Linked DNA regions of Sus scrofa: region 1 is linked to region 2. A link is a contact called in public HiChIP or PLAC-seq data. All regions are on one chromosome and are shown on one strand. The core of a region is the stretch at or near the end of the contact, and the rest is flanking DNA. Distances in the headings are between cores, read along the strand shown.

Region 1 (5,190 bases), core at 271-2,770, 84 kb before region 2:
ACACATTTTACACTTTGTAGTAATTTGAGGTTGGACTTATTATTTCACAAGAACCTCTGGCGTTCCCATTGTGGTTCAGCCAGTTAAGAACTGGCGATAGTGTTTATGAGGAGGCGGGTTTGATCCCTGGCCTCACTGCATGGGTTAGGGATCCATTTTGGCAAGCTTCAGGGTGTAGGGGTGTAGGGTGCTCATGCACTGGGATCCAGTGTTGGGGCAGCTATGGCTAGGCCTGCATCTGCAGCTCCCAAAGGACCGCTAGCCTGGGAATGTCTATATGCCACAGGTGCAGCAGTAAAAGGAAAAAAAAAAAAAAAATCTCCGATCATCTACAGTTGTCAGGAATCATAGTTAACTAAATTGTACAAGTTACATTTGGTTTGTTTGGGTTTTTTTTCTTTATGGCGGCAAAAACAGTATATGGAAGTCCTAGGCCAGGGATTGAATCCCAGCACAACTGGGACCTATCATACAGCTGCCCCAACGCTGGAGGGAGCCTTTAACCCACTGCACAGATGAACAATGAAACCTGCACCTCCCCAGCTACCTGAACTGTTGTAGTCGGATTCTTAACCCACTGTGCCACAGCGGGAACTCCTGGATTAAATTTTTTTTTTTTTTTTTTTGGTCTTTTTAGGGCCGCACCTGCAGCATAGGTTTCCAGGCTAGGGGTCGAATGAGAGCTGCAGCCGCAGGCCTATGCCACAGCCATGCCAGATCTGAGTCACATCTGCGACCTGCACCACAGCTCACTGAAACACTGGATCCTTACTCCAGCCAGGAATTGAACCTGCGTCCTCATGGTTACTAGTCGGATTCGTTCCCGCTGAGCTACCAGGAACTCCCGGATTAGAATTTTTAAGTGTAAATTTTATTTAAAACTTTTTCACAGCAAAATAAAAAAAATTAATATAAGGACTGAATATAACAAATGTTTGATGTGGTGTGGAGCTAGACAGCCATAAGAAATTTTAAAGGGTGTTAGGGGAAATGGAAGGAGTCTATATGAGACAAAGAATAGTGATAGCAAGAGAGATGAGGGTTCTGGGAGGAAAGGGGATCCCTGCTGAGCCGCTGCTGTGTGCCAAGCGCAGTTCCAAGAGCAGATGTACCAAATGTAGCAGTCAAGGCTCTCCAGAGGTCACAATCTGGTAAAGAATCAAATTAGTTTGTAAATTAGTAAAACAAAGTGTTAAATCTTATTACGGCAGTTGTGCACACTGGAGGTCTAGGTGTGGCGAAAACTCCAAACAGGACAGAGACTAGAAAGGCTTCTCTGAGGAGGAGACACTAGATCTAAGAGGAAGCAGCGGGGGGAAAGTGCGGGGCACAAAGATGAGGAAATATCTAGAGTGGAGGCAATGTGAAAGGGAAAAGGAGGAAGCACTCCATGCGATCGGCGCTCTGGCCCTCGGCCCTCGACTGCTAAGGTCTGAATGCGGTAGCCACCCCTTTCCCTCTCCCCTCCCCTCCCCTCCCCACCCCGCGCCTACGCTGCCCTCCTGGCCTGCGCTAGCTCAGAAGCTGCCAGCCCGCTGGAGACGCCATGTACCGGCTCTTGTCAGCCGTGCCGGCTCGGGCCGCGACCCCCAGAGGCTGCGCCTGGGGCTGCGGGCGGCGCGCTGCCCACCAGCGCGCCGGGCTGCCGAAGCTCGGCCCCGGCTGGGTCGGGGGCCTTGGGTTGGGGCTGGGGCTGGCCCTTGGTATGAAGCTGGCAGGAGGGCTGAGGGGCGCGTCCCCTGCGCCGCCCCCTGCGGCCCCCGACCCCGAGTCGCCGATTCTAAGCGAGCCGCTGCCGCCTCAGGAGCAGCCCCTCGCCCCGTGGTCTCCGCACACCCCGGTGCCGCCCCACGCCAGGCGCTTCGCCAGAGCCATCGACAGCAGCCGCGACCTCCTGCACAGGATCAAGGTGCGGCGACGGGGGGCGTAGGCGGCTGGGGACCCAGCGCCCCACCCCCGGCATCACCGGGGAATGAGACCCCTTGGTGGTCACCTCTCGGGGCGAGCGGGCCCCACCCCGGGTGGCTGGATGCCCACGACCGGCTTCCGAGAAAGACTTCCCGTTTCCCGACCTCCTGGCCATGGTTAGACGCACTTGGGGGGTTGCCCAAGTTGGGGCGGAGGTCACCGCCCGCCTCGGAACCACCCCTTCCCCCCTGTGTGCCCAGCGAGCACACCCCTCACGGTTAGCTCCCGCCAGGCATGAGCCGAGGTGGGCGGGGCCCTGCCGGGGAGGCGGGGCAGTGGGGCGGGGCCAAGGGAAAGCCCCAGACGAAGTTGCTGGCGGACGTGCAAGGTGTCTGTTTCGGTCTGTGTTTGTACTCTCCTTTCTGCTCTTAGGATGAGGTGGGCGCGCCAGGAATAGTGGTTGGAGTCTCTGTGGATGGAAAAGAAGTTTGGTCAGAAGGTGGGCTCAGAAGGGTTTTATTTATAGCCTTGTTTTGTGCCAGTCGGCGAATGAAATCTTGATGTGTTACTCAATGGAGTGAATACCGTAAAATTCTGTTCAGTTTTCATAAAACCATACACACTATAGAGAAAACATATCTAACAGAATCGGACTTTCTGTAAACAATAAGGTTTAAAATTGACTCTGATGAGTAAGTTGGGGTCTTAAGGATCATTCGTTTCTACTCCCACTTTCCTATAAGACTGGTTTTATTGTTCTCAAAATTGTGTATATAATAGCCTGTTAACTGCACATTTGTAGATAACTCTTACGAGTAGACAAACTGTCAGGATTTTGTGTTTTTCTTTTCTAATTCACTCAACAATTTATTGAGTTCCTTAGTTTGTAAAATGCACTGTAGTAATAACTGGGAATATACACAATTCCTTTTCCTTAATGAGTTTGCGATCTACTTAACAAAAGCAAAAAAAAACCCAAAAACCATGCAGAAGTGTCAGGTATTTTTTTCAAACAAAAAGCAGCTTTGGAAGAGAGATTTCTAATCATTCTATGATACTTTAAAACTTATTTTATAATTTAACTTACTTTTCCTTTGCACACAAATTGATCCATCTGGTCATAGCAGGTTTTTAGGAACCCTACCTTTAGGAAATGTTGTTTCAGACATCACTTAGAGAAAGTAGTACTTTTAGCAGTTGATAGGAACTGTAAACTTTTGAATTCGAAGAAATATGATTCTTTCCCTAAGTTTAAACCTAGCCCAATTAACATACCTGATTTATGAAAGATAATGTAATAAAAAATTCTATAAATATCAGCCCTGTGAGGGCTTTTTTTGTGAAAATATTTTTCAGCATAATCTACATTTACAGTTGAAAATAATTATTGTATGTCTTTTCATTCTTTTCAGATCTCAATTCTATGTATTTCTTAGATTTCCACACTTTTATCCTACAGAGGGTGAAGCTTGACTTAAACCGTTTTCTAGAAGGTGCTTTAAATTAGTAGTACATTGTATTTCTTCTGATTTGCAGCTGAGTTAAATTGATTGTTAGCTAGATTGGATTTGCAGGACATCTTTTCACATTTATTTCTATTGGTAGTTATTTTAAGGAATTTAGTGGAAACTCACTTAAAAAACCAAGAATAAATAGAACTTGAAGAACAGTGATATTTTTCTTAAAGCATGTGAAATAATTTATTTAAAATGTGGAATAACCAAATCGTTTAGATAAGCTAGGAAAAGTTATTAACTGAATCAGAAAATCACTCTTGTGAACAGGGTACAATTTCAGTTTAGTTATAAGGTTAAATTGTTAGGCTTACTGTTGTAAGTATTGCTAAAACTCTCATCCCTTATATGTTTAGTTTTAATTAACTTATAAAAGTGGAATACCTTTTCCTTTATATAAACACATAGAATGTTTTAAGCTGGTATTGTTTCCAATTTTGAAGACTCCTTTGACCATGAAGCAGCTGTTAATAATGACTCTTCACTTTTTTCCCCCAAAGGTTTAGGTTATGCTGATGTTGAGAACCGTGTACCATGCAAGCCAGAGACAGTTATGAGAATTGCCAGTATCAGCAAAAGCCTCACCATGGTTGCTCTTGCAAAATTATGGGAAGCAGGGAAACTAGATCTTGATATTCCAGTACAACATTATGTTCCTGAATTCCCAGAAAAAGAATATGAAGGTGAAAAGGTGATGAAGCTCACAGTTCATTTTTCTAATGACATTTAAGTGGTTTAAAGGTTTCATAAGATTCTTTGGCTTGTCTGTAATTATTATTAATGGATTAAAGTTGTTTTATCCGGATAATAACCAAGTGGGTGTTTTTCTGAAATTTGAGGCTGAAGGTGTGTATGTAACATTTTTTCCAGCAGAATTTTAAAATGGAAGATACTGCTGAGACATTATTCCAAGACCGCTGACTTTTTATTATACAGTTTAATATAGTGATTGAATTTTCATGTTTTTACAATCAGGTTTCTGTCACAACAAGATTATTGATTTCCCACTTAAGTGGAATTCGTCATTATGAAAAGGACATGAAAAAGGTGAAAGAAGAGAAAGCTTATAAAGCTTTGAAGATGATGAAAGAGACAGAATCTGACCAGGAAAAAGACTTAAAAGAAAAAGGAGGCAAAAGTAATGAAAAGAATGACTTTGCTGCTAAAACTAAGATAGAGCAAGATAATGAAGCCAAGAGCCGGAATTCAAAACCTTGCAAGAAGAAAAATGATTTTGAACAAGGTGAATTGTATTTGAAAGAAAAGTTTGAAAATTCAATTGAATCCCTACGATTATTTAAAAATGACCCTTTGTTTTTTAAACCTGGTGAGTATTAATTTCTTCTCTTTACAAAGTCATCATTATTGAAGTCTTAATTTTTAAAATTCTAAAATGATACCATCCAGAGTGCACTCAGTGTGGTTGAAGGTTATGGCATGGGTTTTGTTGTCAGATGCTTGCCTTTCTGTCTATAGTTCTCAACAAAGCATAGCATCTGGGCAGCTAGTTGTTTGATTTAGCCTCATGGGAGGCCACCTAAACATTTAGTGGATTCCTAGTATCAGGATATTCATGGGAAAAATTAAATGTTGGAATAATTCTCAAAATCTGGACCAAAGTTGGCATGATAAATTATCATTAATATTGTATTCATTAGTATTTAATTTAGTATTTAGATTGTTCAACTTACTCTGTGCTTTTGTTTCTTAAAGAAATTAGTGTACATCGACTTAATTTCATTTCCAAAAAGGTGATCTATAAAAACAA
Region 2 (5,669 bases), core at 2,475-4,974:
TAAGAGAAACTGGTATTTTTGGGGAGTTATCATTCAATACAATCTTGACAAGCTAGAGCAATAATATATAATCACACTGATTTTTTTAAAACACAACAATAAATAATATGCTTAGAGAATGAATAACATTGAAATACAAGATAGAGTACAACCAGAAAGGTATTGGGGAGGCTAAAAATACCTAGCTCTAATAGCAAATAAAAAACTGAAGGTGTCCCAGAGGTTTAAAAATACCTAGGCTACTGGCGTGATAGTCAGATGTTCGTTTATTTATTCAACAACTTGAGTACCTACCATGTGTAAGACATCATGGTAGGCATGCTAGGGACACAGTGAAACATCAGCAGTGTCCCTGTCCTCAAAGATCACAAGTTTTAAGGGAGAAGACAAAGAAGTATACAAACTATTAGATAATACAGAGAGAACTTATTCGATGGCTGAGTCATCAGTCAGTGAAAATAATCACCATGAAGGACATCTTTGTAGCCCACCGGGACAGCTGTGCTCAACAGATGGCAGAGGACAAGAACCCAAGGGTGGTTGGACAGAAGCATCAGCAGACTGATGACCAGAGGCTGATTTGCCCCTAGTGTTTCAGGGCCATGTAAGCACTTGGATTCTTATAGGATACAATTAAGGGGAGGAAAATTCCTAATAATGATTGGTACCAGTTTTGCCAGCCCTGGACAAGTAGGGATCAAATTTAATTTCACATGAGCGACTAAGAAAGGTGACATGTCTCTCACTTAGCAATTTATTTTTATTTTTTGCTTTTTAGGGCTGCACCTGTGGCATATGGAGGTTCCCATGCTAGGGGTTGAATTGGAGCTGCACCTGCCGACCTACACCACAGCCACAGCAATGCAGGATCTGAGCCACATCTGCGATCTACACCACAGCTCAGAGCAATGCCAGATCCTTAACCCACAGAGCGAGGCCAGAAGCTGCAACCTTGTGGTTACTAGTCGGATAAGTTTCTGCTGTGCCACAACAGGAACTCTTCTTGCAGCAAGTTAAACCAGTTCAAGAATACTCGAATTAATTTGAAGATTTGCCTAGAGAACACACAGGCCCTCACGAATATGTTTGTAGATTCTTGGGGGTCAAAGACCCCAGAGATGAATAAACTACTGTAAGAAGTGAATAATGGCCCTTGGAATTGTGCAACATGGCAGTCCTCCTTGCTACCATGACGAAAGCCAGATTGGGAACAAAGTAAACATATAGAGGAGGGCAGTAACAAAATAATACAGGAAAATGAACTAGAGCGCTGGTCAAACCAGCCTGAAGCTCACATAGACCTCACATCAGAGAGACGTCCTTTCAGCATCATCACCATCATTAAAAAATTCACAAGGAAGGATTCAGTTTGACCTTGCCTGGCCATATGCCCACCTCTGTGGCCAAAGGAATAATTTACCATAATTCACAGCCACCAGTGGGGGAGGAGAAGCTTCCCCAAAGCAGGAAGAAAGAGTGCTGACCAGACAAAAACCGCAGCAGGGGAAACTCCTTGGACAGCTAGATTTCTGTAAGTCAAGCTGCCATGTACATGCTGACCTTATCAAAGGCTTCAATAAACATTTACAGCATCAAGTAGAAAGTGCTGGTCTGCCTAGTGTTCTGCATGATGCAGCATTGCAAGGGTGAGTTTGAGCAACTGGCAAGAAATATTGATGTGGTTTTCTCAAAACACAGTAACATGCCACTTGGAGAAAGGAAAGAAAGTGGCAACCAGCTGAAGGTACTTGTGGTACCCTCAGCTATACGAATATGCATATTGTCCAGTCTCTGGAGCAAAGTGCCTTGATTCAGTAGTAGTTACTACCACCAAAATCTGATCTTTAAGTAACATGCTGTTATACTAAATACGAAGATTCATAATTCAGAAAAGCAAAATATTATATTCTTCTCGAAGTAGTGTCAATATATCAAAATGCTTGAATGGTTCAACAGTGGTGCATAGACTTATTAGCTAGAAAGTCCCAATGATATATATATTTGCTAATAGAAAAAACTGGGGAAGTGAAAACAAGACTAAAAAAAACTTTTTAAAATTTCCATCAATTAACAAAATTCCCCTAAGGAAACTTAGGGACTTTAAAATTCCTAACCCTAGCTTCTCTTATGAATTTCAGTTCTTTGCCACATCAGTGTGTTCTTTTAAAAAATTTTTTTGGCCATGCCCACGGCATATGAAAGTTCCCAGGCCAGGGATTAAATCCACGCCATTGCAGCTACCCAAGCTGCTGCAGTGACAACACCACATCCTTAACCCGCTTTAGCACAAAAGAATTCCCAAGTCAGTGGGTTCTTATTCATACAGAGAGAGAATGCCAATGATTGTGTGTAGCTAGAGCAACTACAAGTTATTTTAATCACTACATATTTTATAAAAGAAAGAAGATTCCCGTGGTCTTTGAAGGGTTTTTTTTTTCCTCCCCTCTTTTCCAGAACGAAGAGGAAGGTATAGTACTGAGCTGTCCACATTTCTTCGGCCTTGGCTGAGGCCAGATTCACAGACGTGTTCAAGAACTGGCAGGGGCAGGGAGGCTCAGCCTGTGCCAAAAGGCAGAATCCCTCCTCATTAGGGGTTGGGTTTCTGCCACTAGTGAGTGAGAGAGGCCTGGACCCATACATTCACAAAACAAAGAATAATAGTCTAAGACAGTAAATAAAGGATTAAGTTGGGTATAACAGAAGGCTGCTGTCCTCCATTTGTCATCCATTAAGAGAGAACCACAGAAGGCTGAAGAAGGTAACCATCATCACCGACATTTCTACAATGCCTTGAGGATTTCAAAGTGCTTTCACATTCAGTACCTCACTTATTTTTTTCCTACAACCCTATGAAACAGCTTGTTTTTTCAGATGAGAAAACTGAGGTGCAGAGAGCCTGTGTGTTGGTAAGCTGCTGAAACAAGACAAAATCCAAATCTTATCCTCTAGATTCTCATGTTCGTAGTTCCTCTATTGCACGATGCTTGCAATTTTATAGGGCAAGACCTGTAACAGAAGCCTTAAAAATTTCATTTCCCCGATTTTTTTTTTTTTTTTTTTTTGGTCCATCCTGCTGCGGGTGGTGGGGGAGTGGGGTAAGCGGTATGCACAGCAGATCCTCTAAATTACCCACTGTACTTGGTTCTGCTCTGGAGGCGTAAGGAGAACAGGAGTGGGGTTCAAGTTAGAACGGCAACCATTCTTTTCAAGCTCTATAACTGAGGGTCTGCAGGAGAGGGCTTAGACGTGGTGCTGGGCAGGAACTGCAGGAAAAGCCAGATAAGGCGCTCTGCAGATAATCCACAGGCTGCGCCACGGCAGCGTGAAGGAGAGAAAGCATCTCAGTTCTGGGTCCCAGTAGAAGAGATGAGGGAACCGAAGGACTCCGATTCCGAGGTCCTGGAATTGAAAGGCGCTGGCACACAAAGAATAGACGAAGTTAAGTTCCGGTGGCGCGACCTGCGGAGTTGGAAACCTGGCCTCACATCTTAGCTCAAGTGGAAACGCCTAATCCCCAATCATCCCGCCCAGAACGGATCTTCTTTTTATCCTCTGGGGGCCCGGGGACAGCCTGCCGGGGGAACGCCCGTAGCTCCTCAAAGAACTACAGATCCCATACAGCATGGGGGCACCGGCGGTGATGACGAAAACCCCGAGGATTGGTCACGAGGGGCGGGGCGCGCAGGCCGTCTCCGAGGAAGGGGGCGGGGAGAGGGGCGGGGCGATCGGTGGCTCAGCGGGCACGCCCCCTGGCCCGCGGCACCCTCCCCGCCTCTCTCTGCCGCTCCTTTCGCTCCCCGGTCAGAGGGCCGGAGAGAGAAGATGGCGAAGACGTATGATTATCTGTTCAAGCTGCTGCTGATCGGCGACTCGGGCGTGGGCAAGACCTGCCTCCTATTCCGCTTTTCCGAGGACGCCTTCAACACCACCTTCATCTCCACCATCGGTGAGGGAGGGGACGCGGCCGGGGACGGGGAGTGAGAAATGGGGGGCGGGTGCGAGGGGCCGAGAGCGTGCGGGGGGGTGGCTCGGGAGCCCCAGGGAGGGGACCCTGGGAACGGCAGGGCGGCGAGGTCCGTGGGAAAGGGGCAGGCGGGGACATGAGCTGGTGTGTGGGGGGAGAGGTTGAAGGGAGGAACTTGGGGGTAAAGGAAGGGGAAGGGGAACCAGAGGAACAGGACTAGGGGTATTTGGGGAAATGAGAGAGTTGGGAGTGTGACAGGGAGGCGTCTTAGAGGGACAAAGTGTGTGGGGGGGGCACACAGGAAACCTCCTGGAGAGAGATAAAGGGTAGTGGGTGTGAAACGGATTGAAAGACAGGAAGGAGGAAGGAAATGTGAAGGGGGAAATGAAGGGTTAGGGGAATGGGAATGGGAGGTCCATGAAGTAAAGGGACAGAGGACACAAGGGACAAGAGAGGTGAGAACCTGGGAATCCGAGCAGGATTCAGGGGAATGAGTGATCAGGAGGTGAGCGATGAGGGGCACTGGTTACAAGAAATCTGGTCAGAGATATCATGGGAAGGGGCAGAAGAAAACTGCAGGTAGGAGAAGAGTTTAGGACACCAGAGGACAGAATAGAATGAGGATACTTGTTGGAGAAAGTAAAGGAGAGCTGAGTGTGAAACAGAAAGGAAAAAGGGAAGCAGAATATACAGTAGAGAGGCTGAGTGGAGCAGAGATGGGAAAGGGTGAGGAAATGGAGAGTAGGACTTTCTCCAGTAACTGGGAGCACTGGTTACCATTTTCTCTCTTTGGATAAAGTGCAGGAGAAAGAGCAGAAAATGACGAGTAATGGGATACTGTCTATGGAGTTTTAAATTATTCTGTGAGTGTTAAATCAGCATTAAGAGAATTGGTGACTTTGGGAATGGTGTGGTCAGGAACATTTGGTTCATTCCTTCACTATCTCCTGAGAAGCTGTACTTGACAATTTTCAAAATTCTTAGCCTTGAAGGTTTAGTAACTTCTCAGCTGAGGAATTGATCTTAGGTTCTATCTGCATCCCTGTACATTTTCCTTTGGTTTTAGTTATTACTTGCTAAATGGATCACAACATGCCATATACCCCCCAGTTACTTTCAGTTGATTCTGATTTTTCCAGTCTTGGCCAGGAGCTGTCCTTCCTACTTTTTCGAAGATGTATTCAGGTAACAGGATCTCTTAACTTAGTGTAAACTGAAGAAGAGCAAATCAGAGCTGGTTTTCTGCCTATTCAAGTGACCTGCTCCTTAAGAATGGTAGCTCTTGGTTGTCTGGTTGATGTTTGTGGCTTCTTTTTTTATTTTTTTTATTTTTATTTTTTTTGCTATTTCTTGGGCCGCTCCCTCGGCATATGGAGATTCCCAGGCTAGGGGTTGAATCGGAGCTGTAGCCACCGGCCTACGCCAGAGCCACAGCCAGAGCCACAGCAACGCGGGATCCGAGCCGCGTCTGCAACCTACACCACAGCTCACGGCAACGCCGGATCCTTAACCCACTGAGCAAGGGCAGGGACTGAACCCACAACCTCATGGTTCCTAATCAGATTCGTTAACCACTGCAGGAACTCCTGTTTGTGGCTTCTAATGGTAGCTCAGTTAAGCATCTTTCAAATGATTCTTACAGCATATTTTGCCATGAATTGCTGAAATTATTAGGGGGCTACTGCTATGGTAATGAGTGTATTTG

Evidence for each region. HiChIP or PLAC-seq counts read pairs in DNA pulled down with a chosen protein or histone mark.
Region 1: a contact with region 2 is called in an H3K27ac HiChIP or PLAC-seq map of alveolar macrophages. The contact joins the promoter of LACTB here to the promoter of RAB8B in region 2. A contact is called at or near these places in 8 of 47 Hi-C or Micro-C datasets (embryonic fibroblasts, heart right ventricle, liver and 3 more) and 2 of 2 datasets of contacts at active chromatin or transcription factors (alveolar macrophages and skeletal muscle).

What each region holds. Positions count from the first base shown.
Region 1 is chr1:108,920,815-108,926,004 of Sscrofa11.1, reverse strand. LACTB (lactamase beta) reads left to right here and starts at 1,520. Exons shown (of 6, transcript NM_001243362.1): 1 at 1,520-1,909; 2 at 2,341-2,407; 3 at 3,923-4,113; 4 at 4,398-4,749. The coding sequence starts at 1,547.
Region 2 is chr1:108,838,277-108,843,945 of Sscrofa11.1, reverse strand. RAB8B (ras-related protein Rab-8B) reads left to right here and starts at 3,724. Exons shown (of 8, transcript XM_001929029.7): 1 at 3,724-3,946. The coding sequence starts at 3,823.